3 separate regions of the Mus musculus genome follow, and all the other regions are linked to region 1. A link is a contact called in public promoter capture Hi-C data. All regions are on one chromosome and are shown on one strand. Each heading gives the region's core, a stretch centred on a gene start, on an enhancer-like site or on the middle of the called end of the contact. The rest is flanking DNA. Distances are from core to core; before and after follow the strand shown. Region 1 holds the start of Avil (advillin). Region 2 holds the start of Itga7 (integrin alpha 7). Region 3 holds the start of Gdf11 (growth differentiation factor 11).

Region 1 (5,104 bases), core at 1,411-3,910:
GAACTGAAACATCACAAAGTCGGGGTGATCCTACTCACAGTGAACAGGGAGCCATTGCTTCTCCCAAGACACTTCCCTGTCTCGTCAGCCACCACACCGCATCCCCATTCGGTATATCACCATGCCACCACCACACCATTTCACCATGGCAGCCCAAGTTCACATAGTGACCTGGCTGGGCATTCCCTCCTCGAAAGGCTTGTCTCCCACCTGCTGTCACCTTGGTCAAGAGCTCTGGGCCATAGGGATGACACATTTCCTTTAAAACATACATGCATGTTGGTGTGTTAAATTCTGTGGAGCTGGAGTGACAGGCGGTCGTGAGTCACCAGAAGTAGGTGCTGGGCCAGTATGTGCCATCTCTCTATGGGCGAGGAGGAGGGGTGGCAGGAAAGGCAACACATATTCCTGAGTGTGACAATGTCACGCCCATGTTGACCCACTGCCCACAGTGGCTCATTTTCAGGAAGTGGCCATCTCCCTGTCACCTGTGGTACAGATGAGGCTTAGAGAGATTGCAGATAATCTGTCTATAGACACGCTAGCATGGGCCCCAGAGCTGAGCTTTTTTGGTTTCATTTTGTTTTACTTTTTTCAAGAAAGGGTCCCTGAGACCCTGGCCATGCTGGAACTCACTCTGTAGACAAGGCTGGCCCTGAACTCAAGGAGATCCCCCTGTCTCTGCCTCCCGAGATCTGGAATTAAAGACATGACCCACCACTGCCTGGCACATTTTATCAGCACAGGATCTATCCATGTAGCCCGGGCTGGTCGTAAACTCCTCTGCTTTAGCTGCCTTAGCCTCCTGAGTGCCAGCGTTACAGGCTTCTGCCACCAGACCTAGGTCCATCCCTTTTATTTTCTTTCACACCTGCCCTTAAAAGTCTGTGTTTTAGCCATGTTTTCATGCTGTAGCCTTCCCAAAACTAAGTTCAGTTGCTCACAGAGAGGAAATCCAGACAGAAAAAGTATTTCCAAATGAAGCCCCTCCTCCCAATTCTTGAACTCCTCTTCCCAGATGCCTGGCAAGACCTTGTCACCCCCACCTGCTCTTGGCTATCACTTTTAACTTTGCAAATCATCCTAGAACAGTAACCACCCTTTCTCATGACTAATACATGAACTGGTCTTGCAGAAGAAAGGGGAAGGTACAATGCCTGTGCCTAGGACAAAGAGCTGAGTGTGTCAGCAAGGAAAATGGGTGCAGGCCTCCCTGCCTGTCCCACGCAGACCCCAGCTTCTCTGGAAGGCTTGTTCTCAGGGAGCTTAGAGGTTCCCAGCACCCATAGAGCTGAATAAGGCCAGGGAGGGAAGTGGTAAGATGACCACGGGGATCTTACGCTGGTCACAGTAGTCAGCACTTGGCTGGGGTTAACACACGAGGTGACCCAGTAGGTCTGCGAACATGTCTCATCTCAAGTCCTACCCTCGGGGAGACTGAGCTCTCACGGTATGCCAAGTGATCGCTAGGTTGGCTTCTCCTAAGACTCAAAGATGGGATGGTTGGACTTACGAGAGATTAAAAGACAAAATCGTCCCGGGGGATTGGAGGGGGAGGGAGATTGTGTGGATGTTTGATAGTTGGTGATATTCAGGGCTTGTTAACTATGTTAAGTCTGGGGATGGGGCATTGTTCAAATAGTAGGCGTCTGTCATCCCCAGCAAGGCCCCACCCCTAAAAGAAAAAAAAGGGTCTGACTCCACCGACCATTCTTTTCTTGAGCCCTAATGGATCTAACCAGGTTTGGAGAGGATGCACCATTACCACCAAAGAGCCAGGCCCCTTTGTGTGATGCCGCAGTAGACTGAAGCAGAGCCGTGGTGCGGAACTGCCAATGTTTGAGTATTTAATTTGATAACTTGTGCTGCCCCACCCTGCACAGCTCAGAACCACCAGGAAATAGTCAGCTTTCCTTCAGGCCGAGTTCTCTCACTTTTAAGTCTAATGCGTGACCCACCCAGGAAAGGGAACCAGAGCTGACACAGTCCTGGTTATCGGTAAAGCCTAACCAGCAACCTTAGCACGGTGAATCCGAGCCCCCAGTGCAGTCCCATGTCCCCCATGGAACTTCAGAATCCAGGAGCTGATTAGAGACCCAAGATTCAGGAAATGCCACACCCAGAAAGCCCAGTTCCATCTATCCACATCAAAGTCCCCCAAAGCTGGGTCTGTTTGTCTTCCCAAGCCGTAACCACCAGCACTTTGGGGTACGGAGAGCTACAAAGATCACAGGCACGGGGTATGGTCTGGGGATTCCAGGTAGCTTGTAACCTACTGGGGTTTAAACTTCTCTTGCCCCACAGTGGAACAGATGAGAGGGGTCTTGTTACCCCAAATCCCTGAGCCTCAAGAACGTGCCCAACCTAGCCAGTGGGATCTACAGGTTCTCTCAGTGTGAAGTTTGCAAAGCTCCATCTTTCCAAAGCTGCATCCCCAAAGACAAAAGCCAGGGAAGGTATGACTCTTGTCCCTTCTTCACCTTTGGCCTCATCCACACTCAGCATTTGGCTGACAAGGACACACAGAGTAGACCTACCTGACCCTCTGTCCTCCGAAGTCCGGCAAAGCAGCAGGTGAAGTACTGATGAGGTCTCCCAAAGCAGCCCGTCCTGAAGCCTGTTTCAGCAATGGCCGCACAGCATAGACACAGGGTTATATTTGCTTGTGTTTGCATCATAACCACATTCTCCTAGCTCTGGCCAATCACAGCCAACCTAGCCCTGGGCTTGACTTATTCAAACCAGAGAGGAAAGCTTTATCTGCTCCTATGCAAAACAGCGAAAACAAGAAGAGCAGACTTCTAAAGGCTTCTTTTAACTCCAGCTCCACACCCTGGTCTATTGATTTTTTTAAAAGTGCACTGTCCATCAATAATTCAGTGAGGGAGGATATGAATTTGCCATATTGTAGATATGAACGTATTATGCTGATGACAGGAGACTGGCTAGAGCTCCCCTACTGTGTGCCTGGACGTTCAGGGCTGAGAGATGATTCTGGGCAATTCTGTGGTGTCAGGAAAGCTTTTGTTGCTTGGAGTCTGTACAAGTCATCCTACTATGTGCCTGGAAACCATGCTGGGCTCTGAATCTCAAGGCCTGTTTGGCAGCATCAAGAGCACATGCAGGAGCCTCCAATTCCCCCAGGGCTTCAGTCTCTACCCCAGTCAATAGCACAGCAAGCAAACGCTTGCCAAGTACCTGGGGAGAGGGAGTTGGTTCCAACCCAGGCCCGAGAGGGGCTAATGCACTCCAACCTCTGTAACCTTGATCAGAATCCCAGCGTTTGCTCTGCCAGGTGCTATCATTTCACGATCAACGAGGTCATGCAGGAAGAACAGTGTCCACCGAGTGTCAGGTCAGTGGAAGGGAAGGAAAGCAAAAGCAGCTCCCAGTCCTGCACAGGTTTTTAAACCAGCCTTTATTAACAATTGTAATACAAATATTCCAAAAATATAAACAGACTCTTAATGGCATCCTACAGTTCAAGTTTTTGAATACAACAAATGTATCAAATCATGAAGCAAGGTGGCCAAGGATCCCATAGCCTGGTCACAGTGGGAAGCAGACCTCTCCCCTCCAAATGGCATCACGGGAATAGCCAGATCCGGGGTAAGGACAGGCATGGAGAATCACCAGCTTATGGTGCAGGGCAGTTCTGGGAGCTAACCCCGAACTAAAGGATGGGGCAGCTGGCCTGACCTGTGACCTCTTCTCCCCTGAACATGGACTTATCTGTTTTCTAGAAAGAGGGACTGGGGATGTAGCTTAGTTGGGAGTGTGTGCCTGACATGCACGAAGCCCTGGGTTGTCCCCAGCACCTCACAAGCCAGCAAGGTGATCACACCTGTAACCCCAGCACTCAGGGGGTGGAGGCAGGAGACCAGCGATCACCTGTAACCCCAGCACTCAGGAGGTGGAGGCAGGAGACCAGCGATCACCTGTAACCCCAGCACTCAGGAGGTGGAGGCAGGAGACCAGCTATCACCTGTAACCCCAGCACTCAGGGGGTGGAGGCAGGAGACCAGCTCAAGATCACTCTTGGCTAAACAGGAGTTCAAACCCGTTTTTAAAAAAGGAGTAGCCGTGGTTTGGAAATTCATCAAACCGTGTGTGTGTGTGTGTGTGTAGGGGAGAACTAGGACATTTTTAAAAAAGGAGTAGCCGTGGTTAAGTAGCCCAAAGGGGAAACAGCTCACCGTTTTCACTTAGCCAGGCCAACACACTGGATGCAGGACAGCACAAACAGGCCACACTGCCAAGAGGCCTCTGAACAGAGCAGGTCATGGACCTATAAGGGACCCATCTCCCAGGAATGGTTGCTGTGAGGGTCCCATGCTTTTAGTACAAAGCTTTTCTGAGCCACTGTTAACAGGGGGAGGGGGGTTATACAATTATACAAAAATCTTTGGGAGGGAGTGAGATAGGTCCCTGGTTGAACGAAGGCAAATTCACTCAACTTCTTTAATTAGGGACCCATGGGCCTTCGGTGTCCCCTCTACAATGTGCAGAGTGGAAACCCTTACCTGGCCCTTTATCAAACTGGTCCTGTGTCCAAAGCTCCCCCTATAAGAGGGACAGGAACGTCAGGCTTTTGATGCGAAGCCCAATCAGACACACACTGTGTCCCTGAAGAGGCACCTTAAAGAGCTGAACCCGGCAGGGGGCAGATTCCTAGCATGGCTTGGAGTGGATGCTGACACCTGGTCCGGTGGTCTACTGACTCCTGAAGACCAGTCTGCACTGGGGCAGGCGGGCTGGTGGCAGTGGAGCAAGGGCTTCAGGAGGCACTGGCTCCTCTCACTTGCCCTCCTCTCCTCCCCAGTATCACTTTGCTTCTAAAACATGGAACTAGCACAGGGATAGCAAGAGACAACATCTAGCTGACTCCGTGCCACCATGATAGATCCTGTTTAGTTTTGGGAAGAGAGGAGTTGATATGGCATCTTTGTGGCAGACTGCAGGTGGTAAGAGGACTCTGGTGGCAGTCAGGCCTAGAGAGCTGGGGTTTCATGGAGAAGTAACAGGGCTCCCATGAAGCCACACTGGGCTTTGGTCACATGGAGAACCAAGAAGCCAGAAAGGGACCTTAAAATTCAATCAACTC
Region 2 (5,104 bases), core at 980-3,479, 1.9 Mb before region 1:
AGAGCTTCAGCCCCAGACCAGCCCCTCCCTGACCTAGTGCAGTCTGAGTGGCCCTCTGGGAAAACTACATGTCCAGAAAGGCTGGCTCCGCCTGGGGTCCCTCCAGCCAAGCCTCTGGATCCAAGATGCTGTGAAGCTGTTCTCAGGCTCTGTGAATCCCAACACCAGGGCTCCAGGACAGCGAACACTTTCACAGCACTCACTACAGGCCTTGTGCTATTGAATGATCCGACGGGATCGTGGTATTGTTTGCTTCCATTTTGCAGTTGATAGGAATAAGTGAGGTGGCAAATACAAAGCAAAGTAGGAAAGATAGAACTCAAAATCTTACCTAAGTTAGAATGAAAACAAATGAGTCTTCCTATCAGTGCTCAAGAGGCTACAGGAGAGAGAGACCAAACAAGGTGGCAGCTTCTCTGTGCCCCCAGTCAGCAGAATGCCCCCTGCTGGAGCGCAATGAGGCCAGACAGTCAGGCCCCTCTGGGACTACCCCTAACTTGGCCCTGGGAGACAGAATTAGGGGCCACCTTTAGAGAAGGGGAAAATGACAAGAGACCATGCTATTAAAAATAACCTAGAATTTGCCTGGAAATAACTCAGAGAGTTCGGCATGTCCTAAAAAGGCCTCCAGGCCTGGAACTCTAACAGATGGGGGGAAGAGGGGGGAGAGAGGAAGAGACGGAGAGGAAGCCTGCTACTGGCTAGAGACATCAGTTTCCTATCTTTCCCAAAGGTTTAGAGAGCAGACCCTTCTCCCAGATGACAGGAATAATGGAAGAAGAAAGATTAAGGCTACCCCCACCTCCAGTGAGTGAGAAATAAACTCTCATCTCTGTCTCCTGCCCCCAGACCAAGGAAAAGACAGTCCCCGAGGACAGCATCGATCCCAGTAATGGACACTTAAATGTGGCTTGTGCATTGGCCATGGGTGAGAAAGCCCTTTGGCGGGCGGGGGTGGGAAGCTTTCTTCCTGGTCTCACCTCCTGTCACATGTAGTAAGAACCAAGGATTTGGAAACACTGCAAATGTGTCTAGCTACCAGGGGTCCTGAAAAAAATGTCAATTATTCCTCAGCCTCGGGCTTCCTTGTCTCTCCCTACTGCTGAGATTTCTGGAGTTAGAAATTTCCTGAGGAGGAACAGAAGCAGCGTGGTATCTTTACTGTATCCTCCTGCTGCTGCTGCTGCTGCTGCTGCTGCTGCTGCTGCTGCTGCTGCTGCTGCTGTCTCTGGCGATGGTGGTGACAGCTGCCACCATTTCTTGCTACTGCTCAGACAGTCTCTATTTTTCAGACAGTCTCTGCCACCGTCTGTGACCATCACTGAAGACTGTCAGGCCTTCTCAGCTCTTCCTCTAGTCTCCCTGCTGTGTTAAGCCACACCACTCCTGGCCTCCATGCCCTGCAGTCCTCACGCTATCTCATGGTGATGCTTTGACAGTAGCTATTTCTGTTTTCTCTCCTCTTTGCCTCCCATGGCACCCTCATCCACTCTGCCCTTGCCCACTCGGTCCATCCTATGCAGAGGCAGAATGCTCACCCTCCCTTCCTGGAGCAGTTCACCCCTCTGAGGTAGAAAAGGAGCCAGAGATGCAAGGCTGGAGCAAGAATGCAAACGGAAGGGAGAGGCAGAAGGAAGAGGGTCTCTGGCAAGAATGTTGCTCTTTAACTCATCCCCCAAGGCAAGACTCTGAGTCTGAGGACCTGGACAATACGAGGCAAGGCTTCAAGTGTGAGATGCCTGTGGGCAGAGTACGGTTGAAAACCTGAGAGATGGATAGGTGAGGAGTTGGGAGAAAGGTAGCCCAAAGCTTGAGCCTGGGGACTCTGGGCGGGTACGGTGACTCACCAGCTCTGGGGTCGGGGCTGTAATTGTCGGTGCAGGGCCACCGAAAAGCCGAATAGGCTGCCGGGTTCTCCCTCCTTGCGTATGGCACCCATCACATCCAGATTGAAGGCGATAGCCGGTGGTAAGAACAGTCCAGCGAGCAAGGAAGTAATAAGATAGTAGATTCCGGGGGGCCGGAGAAAATCGCACCTCGGAATCCTGGCCATGGGATCAACGCTCTCCCAGCTAGTGCGAGGAAATCGTCGCGCGCCGGGAGCCCCAGGTCTCCCCGAGGGTGTTTCTGGTTTCCGAAATCTAGCTGATCTTTCCGGGTCTTCCAATCTTTCACCTCAGCACCCCTCTTCAGTCCCTTCCCGCTGCTGCCCCAGGACCAGCTAAGTACAACTACTGCACGCCTTGGGAGCACCGGCTCCGGCTCCGGCTCCGCCTCCTCTCTGGGACACCGCCCCAGACCCCGCCCCTTCCCGCCCCATGCCCCCAGCAGCAGATAGACTCAGGCGCAAGACCCAGGGTCCGGGGATGCCCAGACCCGCGGCTCAGGTCTAGCACCCGCCGCACCCATTGCCTTGCGCCCTGCCGCCCCACCTTTGCACTGTGCACTCATTCCTTCACCCACCCTTCCCCCCAAAAAGTGGAGGTTGAGCCCAGAAATGCGGAGAGAAAGAGTACAGTAAAAAGAAGAATCACAGAGAATTGAGATGAGGCTGAGAAGACAGATATGCTGATAAAAACAGAGGACCGGAAAGTTCCTGGGCCCTGATCTAGAGTGGTCCTTTACTGACTTCGCCTCCCCTGGAGACTCACAGCACACCTCGTAGGCTGTAAGAATCAAACCGCTCCTCATGCCATACAGCCCACAAATAACGAAGGCAGTATTAGCAAGTCACAACGTCAGCATTCAGAGGACCAGAAAGAAGTAAAGGCACAGACAGAAAACACTCAGCAGGGGTGGAGACTGGAGCAAATGGAAAGAAGGGAATGAAGAACAGGAGGAAGGTCAAGTTTAGCTCAAAGTCTGCAGTGAAGGAAAAAGAAAAAGAGTAAAATAAGAAATGCAAGTTAAACTGTGGAGAGGGAAGAGAGAGCTAAAAGGGGGCAAAAATGAAAGACACTGGACCTAAGAGACAAAGATCCTGCTATCAGGTCCTTCCAGAGACTGGTCATTTCCAACGCAACAAAAAAAGGATGGCAAGCTGGGTGTGGTAGGACGCGCTTATATTCCCAGCACTCAATAGGCAGAGCCAGGAAGATCTCTGTCATCTCGAAAGCAACTTGGTCTACAGGGAGAGTTCCAGGCCAGTCAGAGCTACAGAGTGCAGCCCTGTCTCAAAACCTAAGAGGGGGATGGGAAGCCAGGCTTGAAGACCCAGACCTGCAATCTCAGCAGTGAACAAGGCTGAAGTCAGCCCAGCCTACAAAGCTACATAGTGAATTGGTCTCTGAATGAATCAACAGAAAGGGGAATGCAGAGTTTTGGGCTACTTCAGATAGGAGTTGGATGATCTCCAATACCCAGACCCTGCCTCAAAAAAATAAAATAAAGAGTTCTCCACAGAGACCCAAGGGCCTACCCAACTTCACTTCCCTTCCCCCACTCTGGTGTAGAAGCAAAGGGAGGGACATTTTTTTCCATCTCTTTGCTATTTATAACTCTAATCAAGAAATGAGGCCAAGAGAAGAGATGGAGAATAATTTGGCAAAATAGTAGCCTCACCCCCTTCCACTTTGTCTTCTAGCTTCTCTTTCTTTTTTTTTTTTTCCAGGAATTATTTATTTGTTTTATGTCTGAGTACACTGTAGCTGTCTTCAGACACACCAGAAGAGGGCATCAGATCCCATTACAGATGGTTTTGAACCACCATGTGGTTGCTGGAAATTGAACTCAGGACCTCTGGAAAATCAGTCAGTGCTCTTAACCTCTGAGCCATCTCTACAGCCCCACTGGCTTCTCTTACTAGGCATTGGTCTTGCATGCACCCCTCTCTGACTGCTTTGCCTGAAGTTCTATTTTTACACACACACACACACACACACACACACACACACACACCTTGAGCATGTCACTCTAGAGATCTTTCTCAGACTATTTCTCAGTGGCTCTACCCTCCAAATATCCCATATTCTTGTGATCTCTCTTCTTCCCTTTCTTAAAAGCTGCTTCTGCTGTGTCCCCTTATCTCTTTTCTCTGTTTAGGATTATTCTTTGGCTCTTACTCTGATCATAGAACAATCTTTGCCCCCAGGACAGTTAAAATGCCTATGATAGTTTGGCCATTTTTGTAATGCTCGGCAGGGATGTAGCATGCCTCTAAACGGGTGCTATAAAAGAGATGGGTATGTAAGACAGGCAACAGGATTCTACCTTCAGTGTTCCCCAGTATTCCCTCTCCAGTGTGTTTGTGTCTCAGAGCTCCAGAAAGGAGATCATGTGAGAACACAGAAGGGCACAACTGGGATGGAACCCAGGACTTACGACTCCTCCCCAGACCTCTGACTCAGGTCAAAATGCCTTTAGAGCTCCAGCTGCCTTCCTTTCTCCACCTGCAGCTTGGCTTGCCTCTGTCTGCACTCCACCAGCTTCCCATAAATCCAAGGCTGAAATCAGATGCCAAGAATCTGCTTCTGACCTCCTCTGCCCAAATATTTGAGAAGTCACCTCACCCGCCACAGGAGGAAGAAGCAGAAAATAAGAGAGATTGGTCACCCAAAATTAGCCTGGCTATAAATAGTGGGGTAAGGGAGGGAAAGAACACACAAGACTACTAAACCAGCTTAGTAATGAAGACAAATATATTTCCCTAAGGGATGATCCAGAGCAAAATGTCGCGGTGCTGAGCGGCACTGTAGGTGAACAGACGTGAAGAAACTAGAGAAACCCTGAGAGTCAGGGAAGGACCACATCAAACATCAGGTCAGGAAATGGCTTCCATTTGAGTCGAGTTTAGAAATTAGTAAAATTAATAAGCTGTGTTCAAAGCTGCACTCCTTCACTTCAAACCCTTATAGGCAAGATCTTCAGTGTGACTGGACTACACAACCAAATCCAAAAGAGCTCAAGGCTGGGGCGTAGCTCATGGAAGAATATCTTCCTAGCATACACAAAGTCATAGATTATGATTCCCAACACCACATCAGCAAAAATACTGCATTATAACATTGACATAACACTATCAAAATGACAAAACTATATAGTGGGGGCTGGAGAGATGGCTCAGTGGTTAAGAGCACTAACTGCTCTTTCAGAGGTCCTGAGTTCA
Region 3 (5,104 bases), core at 1,412-3,911, 1.9 Mb before region 1:
TGTTTGTTTTTGTTTGGTTTGTTTCCTGAAGAAAATAACATCAAAGTAATAGGTTTGAAAAATGGGAACGCAGCAGAGTATGCGGTAAGAACAATCAGGGCTCTGAGGGATCAGAAAGGGACAAAAGAGGATCCTGAAGAAGAAGCCCTGACTCCCTGACACTCTTGGCCGGCTCCGAGGTAATCCTCACAACTAGTTGAAGGTAGAAATTATGGTCTCCATTTATAGATAAAGAAACTTGATGATTGCTCAGTGGAAGAGTTCTTGCTTTGTATGCACAGCCCCTTGGTTCTACCTCACCCCACACCCAATTCAAGGTACAGGGAAGAGAACACAGAGAGAGGGAGAGAAAAACTTGGTAAGTTATCGACACTCCCATGTTTTGGTCCAAAGCAAGGGAGTAATGAGAAGTTTCTGGATTGTGTTCCATTCAGTCCCTGTTCTTCTTCTTTTTTCTTTTTTAATATTTATTATGTTTATTATATATAAGTACACTGTAGCTGTCTTCAGACACACCAGAAGAGGGCATCAGATCTCTTTACAGATGGTTGTAAGTCACCATGTAGTTGCTGGGATTTGAACTCAGGACCTCTGGAAGAGCAGTCAGTGCTCTTAACTGCTGAGCCATCTCTCCATCCCTAAGTCCCTGTTCTAAATAGGAATAGGTCATGTATTCAGAGCTTCTCACCTACCCTGCTTCTCCCTCACAGCTGAACCCCAATAGTTACCCTCATTCCACTCCAGCTCCCAAACCCAATTCTGTTCTTTTGTTTATGCCTAACTAACTTTAACATATATATATATATATTTTAATTAGGGTTTAATTCCAGAGAGGAAACCAAAAACCTTCTACTTGGTCCAAGAATCCCAATAGTGAGGTCTATACATTTTACATTTATCTATATATTTTTTTGAGACAGGGCCTTCCTACTGACATTTATACATTTTGTTCAGTGAACACTGCGCGAGACACTGGAAGAGCAAATCTCAACCCCCTAACATTTTCAGTTTGCCAAGGGATCTTCAGAGACATGGGTCAAGGCATGCTTATACAGAGAGCTCTCTGGAGGCTGAGGCAGGAGGATAACTGAGTTTGAGGCCAGCCTGGGATGCATCTGAGACTCTGTCTCAGAGGATAGAGGAAAAGGAGAAGAAAGGGTTTAGGGGAGGGGAAGAGGGGGAAAAAGAGAAACAGAGACCTGGGAAGAGGGAACCAGCAGTAGTGGCTGAGCACACCTGTACACTGTCTTCCTCGTGTACTGAGCTGTCTGGCTGCGCTTAGGACCACACCTGAAGACCATGGCTGGTCCCATTCCAGAGTGGCTCCCCTTGGGGTTTGCTATCTCCACATTAGACATCTGAGTATAGACCCTGCTCTTACCCTTACGCCTAAAACTTCAAGCTTTCTCAGACATGTAAGACCTTACAAACACAAAGACGTAGCTAGGAACCCAGAGAGAGGGTCCAGATTCCTCGCCAAGCACCACTTTCAAGCCCTACCTCATCCCTCATCTGGCTCTTCCCCTCATGGCTCCCACCCTTTCCAGCCCGATCACGATCACTCTCTTTGTTCTATTAAACCTCAATCTCAAGATCACAGGCCTCCTAGATAGTTTTCTTCCGGGCTCAGTACTTGTCAACTTCTCAGCTTGTCCCTGGCCTCTTCCTCTCCTGACCGCCTTCATCCCTGTGATAAATCAGCCTGATGTTCCATTTTATGGGTTCTTTAAACATCCTGGGCTACCTCTGGTAGCTGAGGCTATTCTTCACATCTCCACCTCTTCCCCTTGGGTGTCTCTTTGCGCTCCAACCAAGGCTGACTTGTGTGTGTTACTTCCTCCCCTGGTCTTTTCTCTGCACCTGCCTCCTCAGGGGTTGCTACCTCCAAGGTATCCCCTGTCTCTGCCTCTCCCTCTTGCGCAGGGTACCATCAGCTCCCTCTGACCCATCCGTTCTCTTGCCCACCTCTCCTGCTCTCTCCTGTTCGACTCCGTAGAATTCGGTTAGCCACCCCTCTTTGCGCTCTACCTTTGTCTTTGACTCTCTCCACTCTTAACTGTCCCACTAGTTTTTCTGGTCGTCTTCAGTCTTCGCTCTTGCTCTCTAGCTAAGTCTCTCCCTTCTGTGACTTCTTTTCTCTCTTTTGTCTCTCCCTCTTCCCTTCCTATCTGGGTATCTTTGGATCTGCCTCTTCCCCCACCCCCAACCCCTACCCACCGCTCCGTCTGTCCCCGATCTCTCTGACTCGGTCCCTCACGGCCTCTCCCCCCCTCCCCCTCATCTTTCGGTCTCTTCATCTTTCTCTGGACCCGTGCTCGCTCGTGTTCTCTCTCTCTCTCTCTCTCTCTCTCTCTCTCTCTCTCTCTCTCTTTTCCTCGGTTCTCTCCGGCTCCCTCTCTCGCCTCGGATGACAGCGCTACCTCTTTTGTTGGCTCCGCAGCCAATCGCGGCCGCTGACGACACGGGGGCCGGGGCTATAAAGGGCCCGGCCCGGGCTTGGGCCCCCCCAGCTGCCCGCCCCGGCCGCCCGCCCGCCCCGCCCGTGCGCCCGCCGCCCCCGGCCCCCGGCCCCCCCTCGGCCGGGCAGCCCCCAATCCCGCGCCGCCCGGACCCCCTCCTCCTCCCTCTTCCCTCCGCCCCCTCCCCGCGGGACTCCGGCGTCCCCGCCCCCCAGTCCTCCCCTCCCCTGCAGCATGGTGCTCGCGGCCCCGCTGCTGCTGGGCTTCCTGCTCCTCGCCCTGGAGCTGCGGCCCCGGGGGGAGGCGGCCGAGGGCCCCGCGGCGGCGGCGGCGGCAGCGGCGGCGGCGGCCGGGGTCGGGGGGGAGCGCTCGAGCCGGCCGGCCCCGTCCGCTCCGCCGGAGCCGGACGGCTGCCCCGTGTGCGTGTGGCGGCAGCACAGCCGCGAGCTGCGCCTAGAGAGCATCAAGTCGCAGATCCTGAGCAAACTGCGGCTCAAGGAGGCGCCCAACATCAGCCGGGAGGTAGTGAAGCAGCTGCTGCCCAAGGCGCCGCCGCTGCAGCAGATCCTGGATCTGCACGACTTCCAAGGCGACGCGCTGCAGCCTGAGGACTTCTTGGAAGAGGACGAGTACCACGCTACCACCGAGACGGTCATAAGCATGGCCCAGGAGAGTAAGTGGGCTGCGGGGTGCGCGCGGTGCGGTGCAGTCCGGGAAGGACCCGGAAGCCCTTTCTGCGAAAACTTGACGGATTGGGGAGCCGGGCCACTCCACACAACTTTTTGAGCGGAGAAGATGGGCAGCGGAGTTGAGTGCACGCCCCGTTCTAGGGTGGGGGGGTGGAGGATGGCGCGTTGGGGGAGGGGGGCCAAACCAGGCAGGTTGTGAGCTATTGCTTTCCATCCCTTGTGAGAAAAAGATTCAAGTTGAAGTAGTCCTAGAAACTGGCACCCTACAGTGACTTTTCTGGAGCGTTAGGTGGGGAGCTTCCGTGACCCGTGCAGTCTCAGCTGGGCCGCAGTGCCATCTTCCCACTGCTCTGGCACCAGCATCAACTCCTTGCCCGGTGCTCCGGAAGGCGCCCACCGGCTTTCGGAAAAACTAAGTGTTCCTCTAAGGCCATGGCATAGGACCCAAACCCGGTGTACGTCTCAGCAACTCAGCTGACACCTCTCCTTTCTGCACCTGATCTCGCACTGGGTATCCCCTAGGACCTAGAAGAGCTGTTCCTTCCTGGTACCGAAAGAGCTCAAATAACTCAACTCCACTGCGCTTGCCACTTAACGAGTATCATTTGGTTACTCTCATCTTAGCGTGCTCACTCCCTGTCCTACCCACAGCTGGAGCCAAAGAAGACCCAGGGAGAAAGAACTAGATGAGGGGGATGGGAGAACCCAGGCATCCGAGCCCCTGGCCAAACGGAGGATGAACACTCTGATAGACAGGAGCGGCTTTGAAATTTTATGGCCTGGAAAATCCAGGCCAATACTACCGCCCCCACTGCCTTCTCTCCCTAGGGTCAGGTGACTCCCTTTCCCCTCCCCCACTGACTGTAGTCCCCCCCCCCCCCAACTCCAGGGAACCAGGCTTTCTCTATTCCCTAGTGGTTTGGCAAGCCCCCCCTCCTTTGGTTTTATGGCTCTGAACAGAAGGGGGGGCTGGTTTATTGGCAGATGGGTCATAAAAAGCTGGGGGTTGCGGGAAATCCTAGTGGCCCACCCCCATGGTAGAGGTACAGGAACCCAGGTGTGCATTTGGAAGGTTGAGAGCCTGGCACTTGCCACCCAGTTTCTGCAGAATTCAACTCCAACTTGGTTAGGATTGTAAAGAAAACTCAGAGTCAGGAAACTCTCTCTCTCTCTCTCTCTCTCTCTCTCTCTCTCTCTCTCTCTCTCTCTCTCTCTCTCTCTCTCTCGTGTGTATGTGTATGTGTATGTGTGTGAGTGTGTGTGTGTGTGTGTGTGTGTGTGTGTGTGCACAGAGATCTGATCTTGGGTTCTCAGGCTCCCTTGTTCTTATTGCTTCTACTTTTGGAAACCAGGGTCAGTCTTTGATTGACTAAGGGCAGGGATAGGGAAAAGATTCTAGAAAACAGTTGTAGGGAAATAATGAATGACAAAATTTTCTGGAAGATGCAGGATATATAGAGAAAAGATACTCTGCTCTGTGTGATGTAAAGTGTGTATTTCCAGGGTGAGTGACCCAGCTGCAGGCTTCCCATTGCCTTCACTATCCCTAGCCTCCTGTAACCAGAAGGCTTGAGTCCAGAATTAACTCTGGTAGTGGAGAGCAGCAGGAAGTGAAGGGACTCTGAATGCACAAATTGGGCAGTAGCCATTAAGCCTGGGGGTGGGATTGTACCAGTAGATGAAGTTGGGTCTCACCCTGACTTCCATTTTAGTGCCACTCCAGGACTTAGGTAACCCAGGAACTGGGTTTCAAACCAGGTATTGTACTTCCCCTTTAAGAGTCTAGCTGCGACCTTAAGAGAGGGAGGGGGAGTAGAGGGGAGGGGAGGGAGAGAGGAGAGGGGGGAAAAGGAAAAAGAGACTTTTATAGTCTAATCCCCAGGGACCCGCTTTAATAAGAGACTTGTGCTCTGCTAATCGGGGGAGGTGTTTGTCAGCAGAGATGGCCTCTGCTCC

What was found. Promoter capture Hi-C pulls out the DNA fragments that hold promoters and counts their contacts. Capture Hi-C pulls out chosen DNA fragments and counts their contacts.
Region 2: a promoter capture Hi-C map of pre-B cells shows a contact between it and region 1, with 2.3 times the contacts expected there. The contact joins the promoter of Itga7 here to the promoter of Avil in region 1. A contact is called at or near these places in 3 of 39 promoter capture datasets (cranial neural crest, liver and pre-B cells) and 1 of 9 other capture datasets (macrophages).
Region 3: a promoter capture Hi-C map of liver shows a contact between it and region 1, with 11 times the contacts expected there. The contact joins the promoter of Gdf11 here to the promoter of Avil in region 1. A contact is called at or near these places in 2 of 39 promoter capture datasets (the C10 cell line and liver) and 1 of 9 other capture datasets (liver).

Annotation. Positions count from the first base shown.
Region 1 is chr10:126,998,265-127,003,368 of GRCm38.p6, reverse strand. It overlaps Avil (advillin), which reads right to left and starts at 2,660. Exons shown (of 20, transcript NM_009635.3): 1 at 2,538-2,660; 2 at 1-3. It overlaps Ctdsp2 (CTD (carboxy-terminal domain, RNA polymerase II, polypeptide A) small phosphatase 2), which reads right to left. Exons shown (of 8, transcript NM_001113470.1): 8 at 3,394-5,104. Mir546 (microRNA 546) reads right to left here and starts at 4,929; the gene lies at 4,809-4,929.
Region 2 is chr10:128,930,938-128,936,041 of GRCm38.p6, reverse strand. It overlaps Itga7 (integrin alpha 7), which reads right to left and starts at 2,229. Exons shown (of 25, transcript NM_001330160.1): 1 at 1,848-2,229. The coding sequence starts at 2,053. It overlaps Gm46186 (a long non-coding RNA gene), which reads left to right. Exons shown (of 3, transcript XR_001779675.2): 3 at 1-1,092.
Region 3 is chr10:128,889,275-128,894,378 of GRCm38.p6, reverse strand. Gdf11 (growth differentiation factor 11) reads left to right here and starts at 2,661. Exons shown (of 3, transcript NM_010272.2): 1 at 2,661-3,132. The coding sequence starts at 2,694.